2 separate regions of the Mus musculus genome follow, and region 2 is linked to region 1. The links are chromatin contacts, called in public Micro-C maps. All regions are on one chromosome and are shown on one strand. The core of a region is the stretch at or near the end of the contact, and the rest is flanking DNA. Distances in the headings are between cores, read along the strand shown.

Evidence for each region. A called contact is a pair of places that touch in the nucleus more often than the background predicts.
Region 2: a contact with region 1 is called in a Micro-C map of muscle stem cells, with 2.6 times the contacts expected there. The contact joins two enhancer-like sites. A contact is called at or near these places in 2 of 484 Hi-C or Micro-C datasets (muscle stem cells and myocytes).

Annotation. Positions count from the first base shown.
Region 1 is chr5:81,071,960-81,075,983 of GRCm38.p6, reverse strand. All of the region lies in intron 2 of Adgrl3 (adhesion G protein-coupled receptor L3), which reads right to left. Among named protein-coding and RNA genes, the nearest start is that of Adgrl3, 53 kb to the right of the region's middle. Within about 2 kb of position 1,918, at least 7 of the 459 cell types and tissues checked have an H3K27ac peak or open chromatin away from gene starts, as enhancers often do. A contact at or near this core is called in muscle stem cells, where this site is marked.
Region 2 is chr5:81,362,556-81,366,579 of GRCm38.p6, reverse strand. The region is part of intron 5 of Adgrl3 (adhesion G protein-coupled receptor L3); the gene reads right to left. Among named protein-coding and RNA genes, the nearest start is that of Adgrl3, 340 kb to the right of the region's middle. Within about 2 kb of position 2,034, at least 45 of the 459 cell types and tissues checked have an H3K27ac peak or open chromatin away from gene starts, as enhancers often do. A contact at or near this core is called in muscle stem cells, where this site is marked.

The DNA of each region.
Region 1 (4,024 bases), core at 669-3,168:
CCTGTCTTTTTTCCCAGCAAATGAGAATCATGTTCACCACTGGAGAGACAACACCAGTTACTTACCCCCAATGAGTAGACTGTGTAAGTACCCAGGAGGTTTGAAACAGTCAGAGAGTCAGATAATGAATGCGTTATTTATAGAACAAATACAACGGTAAGAATCAAATAAACACCAAATCTTTGTAGTTGGGGATAGCCAGCTCCGAGAAACAAGAAAAATAAAGCCTTGTGCATGGGTCACAATCATTAGGATGATTTTGTGTATATCTGCAAAACTCTTGCAGGTTAATTTTTAATTACTGAGGAAGAATTTTTTTTTGCCAAGAGTCTTTAGGCAAACATCCAAAAACAATTACATGTAGACCCCCCCTCCCCCCGTTTAAAGGACCCTGGTAAATCTTGAGAAATCAGTGAGATTCTCTAATGATTTACAAAGCTAGCTCACAGAAACTTGAGTGGAAGGGGTTGTTATTGAAGTGAGGAGCAAAAGAAAAAGGAGGTGTGAAGTGCTTCAGCCAAGGCGTCGCCACCTCCCTCTGAGTTGGAGTGCAGAAAATGGAAGCATATTTCTACCAGGCTATTCAGCTCACTTTTGAGATACCTACTCACTCCCACAAGATGCTCCTGGATGACATCACTTGACTCAGCTGGTAGTTAATGAAAACAAACAAACAAACAAACAAACAAACAACAATTCAATGTGTTTTCAGAGTGAGAAGGAGAGAGATTAGTGATTTGGTGAGCAAAAGAGAGTATCATCTAGATAATTGTTTGTTCTTTGTTTTAAACTAGATTTTAATAAACCTCATGGTACTATAACATCAGGGTTGTTTAAAAAAAAAACAAACTATTCAAAACTCTCACTGACTCCATCCAAGAAGGTAATTAACTTCAAATTTTGAGACAACTGAACTCCCAACTGGAAACGTCCAGGACACAGAGTGAGCAAGTGAGCTATTAACTGAGTCTGATGATATGCTGGAGCCTTCAAATAAATAACTGGGATCAATTTGAAAAATTAATGGGGCACTCACATCTGAATAGATTATAACTACAGCCCTTACCACTAGACAGAACTGAAAAAGAGTCAATAGCTGCCATACAAAAACTTAAATCACTTAAATATAATAAATTTAGCATTTAAAATATATTAATTTTTATACTACTTTTTAAAATCTATCAAATCCCTTTTGTTTTTCAAATCTTGAGAGGTCCTGTTTACTGTCACTATGGAGTGACACACTGTCAGTAACTTAGTGTCAAGAATAGCATGGTAACTTTCATTCCTTTAACCTTCAAAAGTATTTGCTGTTTCTTAAAGTTAATGAATATTTAAACTGACTTGAATGGCTGGTACTGTAATACACACTTTAAAAATAGGCAACTTATTCTTTATCAAAACTTTAGGAAAATAAACTTACATAAATAAAAATAAAACTGACCACGGGAGACCTACAATAACCTTTCAAGCTAAAAATAATAGCAATAATTCTCGATTTGACTTTGTACATTTCCAAGATCAACAAGTTTAAAAGCTACAGCGCTACTATATTTTTCAATAAGGACTTGAACTTCCTGCCTATATCAGATTAACACAATATAGAGGATATTATATTTTTCAGAGAAATTTATGGGGAAAGGTTCAAATTAAGCAGTGTTTATCCCATTCAGAAGGAGGTCCTTGGTATGTCTCCAAGATGTCCAGCACAGGACTCTCCTTGTGAATGCTAACTTTTGTGTTCTCCTCTGCTTCCATCAGCCAGACCTTGAATTCTTCAATAAAGAGAACATGGCAGACATGATGCTATGAGTCTTCTGAAGGGACACCCTCAAATAGCATGCATATTTTTTGTGGTCACCTGGAATGACAGCTCTCTGAACTTTTTCTTTCCCAAGCACAGCTGTTAAGCTGGTAGAACTCCAAACCACTCACAGAGACCACATGTCTGTTCTCTAATTGACTCAGCTTGGTCACAGCCCTTACATCAATAGATTCCAGAAACAAGCATGTGAATAAAAGAACCTCCAGATGACTCTGGACCCCAGAACTCAAAAGCATACAAGCCTATTGACCATATCCACCTCCATCGTTGGAGAGTGGCAACTCCTTTATAGACACACCCTGTTGTAATTCTGCACAAATGCTTTAAGAATATACTAACATGTGTGTTATGTCCCCCCATGGGATTTGGAATTTTGCTATTATGAAGCAGCTGGCAAAAACATGATCTTTCCTAAGGTCATTTCTACAGTAGTAACAGCAGTTAGTGGTAGAATGGCATGCATAGCGATCTGCCAGATATACTATTCACACTTTACATGCATACTATCTCTCTATATACCCTACAAAACATTGTTAATATTCCTACCTTATAAATAGGAACACTAAGCCCTTGCAAGAGTATGTGGCTACTACTGTCCTTGAAGACCTAGGTGACAAATATTAGAATTGGTATATTCTTGGTGTTACATTGAAGAACTCCAATATTAACAAAGTACTGCCCATGTAGGAGAAACTAATGTGCATGCCCAAATGTGTTATTTTGTGTCTCTAAACAGGCTTTCTGTCTGAATCATCTGCTGGGGGAGGAGGTTACACCTGAATAAACTGCAATTCCTGGAGACTTCTGCAGTTTGCATGTCCTAATAATAAACAAAGTAGTTTAAAGGAGCCACCCCATGGTTACCTTTCTGAATTCTCATACAATCATGATGAGGATGACCTTGTTTTGTCCACTTGAGAGACGAAACTGAAATCAGATTAGTGTTCATCACACACAGGAGTGATGACAATGACTGTGAGTCTGGGCTAATCTTTCCCCAAGGAACTCACCAAGTATACGAGGAAGGACCGAGGCTACTAACCAACTGACTATAGCACTGCCCCCACCCTGCCCCAGCTATCTCACCTCTTGCTTCATGGTATTTAATGAGCAATAGCCTTAACTAAAGGAACACGCCTTCCATTCTCTTACTTGGTGTGTCTTTGGAAGTTCAGGTTAATCATCTTGACTGTTGCACAGAATTTCCTGGGAGGTGCTGATTCAGCCAGAAAACACATTCCCGTTTGCTCTGGGCTTTGCTTCCTTCCTGCATATGGGATGCACAGGAGGTGGCTAGCCTACCAGAAGCTACTCTATGATACTGATGGGTAAAGTCACAGAAAACATGTTAAAGGGAAAGGGGATGGCAGGGATAATAATCTCTAAAGATCATGGTGACAGCAGAGAACCACAGTCTGCTTACTACTGAACTTCCTTTTCAAAAGGACAGAAATGCACTGCCATGATGTTTAATTCCTTAATATCTTAGCTTTTTTGGTAAATTCCATCAGATACAGTCAAATCTTATGAATGGATTTTTTTAATTTGTTTGTTTTATTGCTGCCTCAAATAGACAAAGCATCAAAATATCCAATTTATACCTAATAACAAACTTCACCCTATCTTAGCCCCAAAGCAACATCCTTCATTTCCAGGATGACTGTGTGAACTTGAAGACACACATGGAGAACGTAACTGCTCAGAGTGAGTAGCGCTGCTTGCATCGTATTTAGGCAAGGTGAGATGGGCAGGGGAACTCAGGAAAAAAATAGAAAAGCTGAGGAAGAATGAAAATTGCCACAGTTAGCCGATGCTAAGCTGCATGCTGGGCACGTACCATACAGCGAACCGAGAAATTCTACCTATTATTTACACGGTGACAGATAAAAGAAAATGAGGTGGAGCTCGATAAACAAGCTCTCTTCTAAAGTAGATTTAGACACTATTCATCCCCTCGCTTTCAGCCCAGAAGCCTGCTTAGCTGACACTGTGAAATAAATTCCGACCCTTAGAACATTTCGAGGAGGAATAATGTTCAAAACAGGCTCAGGCTTTCTTTTGCTTCTCTTTGAAATTGATTAGGTGTAGGTTCAGATGAGATACAGGTTGGTGTCTCAAAGAAGAAAGAATGTTTTTAGAAAAATACAAAATAGCTAATTTAAGTTGTCCAAATAAAGAGGGTACTTAAGATTTTGACTT
Region 2 (4,024 bases), core at 785-3,284, 290 kb before region 1:
TATAAATTTAAAGATGACTTCAAAGCACCCTACACTGAGTTGGAACATTATATTTAATTATGCATAAAGATGGAAAATCTGGGTTTGACAAAACTATTCAACAATAGCTACATGATATGACAAAATAAAAACAAGTTTATTGAGGAGTGACTGAAGTTGATCTTCCATCTAAAGACAACTTCCAAATTCAATTTCATTGAGAATTAAAATAATAATTTAATAGAGAAAATTTCCTAAGATTTATTGGTTGTAATTAACAAATATTTATGAGGCAGATATGGAAAACTGTGTTTCATAATGAAGAGAAAATGTCCTGAGAATACTTGATCTCTAAAATGATGGCTAATATTCATCAAAGAGAAAGCTAGAGAAATGGCTTCTATTCAAAATGACAAAGTCAGTTGGTCAAACTGAACAAGAGTTGTTTTCTCTCTCCCCCTCTCCTCTCCCCTCTCCCCATTCCCTCTCTCCCTCCTCCCCTCTCCCCTCTTCCTTCTCACTTATCACCTCTCACCTCTCACCTCTCCTCTACTTCCCAATTGGATTCTGTTTGTTTGTTGTTTTAAATAAGTATGTTACAGTTATTCCTATGGAAAATAAGACACATCAGGAAATCTGTTTCTGCACCTGGTCTAGAGCTGGAATGAGATTATAATGGAGACATAATTTGAATAGTTACATCTTGATGAATTAAAGGTCTGTCCTCCTCCAGAACACATGCTGTTTCTCAACAGCCTTCTTATGCCGTAGGACGAGGACTAGAATCCATCCAGCCTTTCAGATTATTTTAAAATAGCACTTTAAAATGATGACAGATGAACAGAACTGAGTTTTTCTGTCTGTCAGAGGTATTTAATATTTAACCATTACTCTCCAAAGCGGGGGGGGGGGGGGGGAGGGGGGCGGGGGGCGGGGGAGAGCATGCCTTATTAGCCATTGTGGCCAACATGAGTTATCTCATGAAATTTTTCTTAATTGCATAAATCCTATGAGTTACCAACTATGGGTTTAAAAACTGACAAAAGGCACAATACAGCATTGTCCCCTGGCTTCTCTGTCTGCTTTGTTCCACTCACATGATTAATGGGAGTGCTCTAGCTCAGCACCATGACGGACTCTTGGAGAATCAGGAAGTTAGGGAAGGTTTCCTCAATGCTGCCTGGTTAAAGTTGGGACTAACAGCACTGGAAAGGCTTCCTTTGCAGGCAATGAGTTCAGAAAGTGTTCTTGGCAATGTTGCTACTCGAATCTCATCCTGTGACTCAGTAGAGGGTGACTACAGATCAAAAGCAAAAAAAGGAACTGCCTCCTTGAGAACATAGCCATTATTAAAGAAAAGGGGGCATTCGGAGAGTATCGGGTGTCAGATTCTATTGTTCTAAATTACTTTTAGAATTTTATTTATGGTATTGTATTGTGGGCACCTCCATATATCACAACTCGAGAGCCGAGATCAGATGGCATCTCTGTTAAGCAGTTCTCTGTTACCTTTCTACATGGGTCAAACTCAGGTTACCAGGAGTCAGCTATCAAAATCAAGTCTCTCCATTTGTACATAAAGATCAATTTTTCTGCTAAGCCATTTTACCATCTCACAAAGTAATATTTTTGTTTTATATAATATATAGTATATATATATATGTGTGTGTGTGTGTGTATGTATATGACACTAGACAATATATATATATATATATATATATATATATATATATATATATATATATCATGATGAATAAATAGCCTGTCATTTCCTCTTCAGGTAGCAAGCTATATACCCTGACAAGAATGCAAACAAATAAGGTGCAGAGGTACAAATATTTTATTCTTGATTTTCATGTTTCCTACATTTTGAATCACACTTTCCTCCCCTTATGGCACTGGCAAGAAACAAAGTAACTCATAACAAATATGTCAACACTCTAAGTACAAAATATTATAAAGCATGAACATTTGTGCTGGGGATAGCGACTGCCAGTATGTGTCAGACTCAGGGACGATTAGCGAACAAGACCGAGCCAAATTCAGCCTAGTCATACTCAGTGGCATGGTGGGTGCAATCCAAGCTTTTATTTTTAAACTTTTCCATTTCCTAATTTTTATTTAACTATCCACCAAGGCCACAAACAAAAGCAGCTCCTACTGGCAGATGATGGACAACCGCATGAAGACATCCGACTCACCAGACAAAAATGAACAGGGATGGAAATACAATTCATAAGCACTGAGTCATCTCTCTGCAAATAAATCAGTTCATTGACTGCTCAGACAACAAAGGCTGGAACTCGATGGGGTGAGGGGGCGGCAAGGGTTGGGGATATTGGTGGTGTTGACAGCAATAATTAAGTAGCTACCCTATCTGAGTGCTTCCTCTGGGCCAAGCACAGTGCTAAGTGTATTATATAAACTCTCATTTATCCCATACATAGAACAATACGTGATGAAATTCATAATCCTCAAGTATGACTAAGCTCTCGTTCTGCACCAATACCTCTGCTAGGGATTATTCTCATTAATCCTCATTAAAATGATTTTACACACAATGTTCTCTTTTGCTTCTTAAGGCAATAGTTGTATAATCTCCCGTTTACCAATAGAGCAAAAAAGGAAAGTTCAAGTCCTAGGACCATTGTTCAGCAGTGTTTTGGAACATGAAAATGGATTTGGATACAATAGATATGTTCTTGGGAGGCTAGGAAGTGGTGCCGATTTCTGCCAGATGCTTAATAAGAACCTTCTTTAAAGTAAAGTGGGCCCATTGTAGGAATCCTCAGAGATTCTGAGAAAAACAACTGAGTAATCTCCAGGATATGTGCCCAGCTAATTTAAAGACAGGAAATATGAATGTAGATAAATGATAATGATAGATAGATAGATAGATAGATAGATAGATAGATAGATAGATAGATAGATAGTTAGATAGATACATAGATACATAGATACATAGATACAAAGATAGATACATAGATACAAAGATACATAGATGATAGATAGATAGATAGATAGATAGATAGATAGATAGATAGATAGATAGATAGATAGATAGATGGATAGAGAGATAGATGATAGATAGATAGATGGATAGATAGAAAGATGATAGATAAATGAGAAATGGATAAGTATAGCCAGATAGGAGAAGTTAGATGATAAGAAACAGTGAACTAGGGTAAGAAGTAGGTAGCTCTCTAAAAATGGGAAACAATCTCTTAAACTTTATCTCTTTAGTAAAAGACAGGGGGCTCAAAGGCAAAAACAATTATACATTAGTGTTTTACCAAATAGCAATTTCAAGTGTCATTTTTTTTCTTACTCCTAAAACGCACAGTAGAAAAATTCCAATGAAGAAAGCGGCTGGGCAATTTATTTTGTTTGTTTCTCTGTTGTTTTAAGATAGGGTTTTTCTGGGTAACCCTTATTGTCACTCTATAGACAAGGCAGCCTTGCACTCAGAGATCTGCCTGCTTCTGCCTCCTGAGTGCTGGGATTAAAGGCATGCACCACCACTGCCCAGCTATTTAGCTGGCAAATGTTTTTAAAGTAGTATTCCATTGAACCTCCATTTGAGAGAATGTTATCAAATTTTACAGTAAGGAATCTGGGCTACTATATGGGGGAAGATAAGTCAACATATGTACATAAGAATGTCAAAGAAAAATAAAAATCTCATGTTTGATGAACCCTACACATCCAAGAAAATATGAAATATATATATATATTTTACTAACCTCAAAACCTGTGACACTTTAGCAATGACCTTTGCTATGCTCTAAACACACAGCTGTCTCAATCAGTACGTTGCTTGCTGCATTATTAAGCTAAGCACACAGAATTCCTGCTCAGTTTTATAAATACTTTCACTCCTGTAATCGGAATTTCTTTCTGACAAAATTGCCAGAGCCATCCTAGATTTCTCCCATGATTTGTATAAAGAAACACAAACAATCAAATAAAAATACCAGATACCAAATTCTGATCAATGATTTGGAGCCAAAGAGCCCAAGGGCAAACTTGCATTGTAAGGAAACCA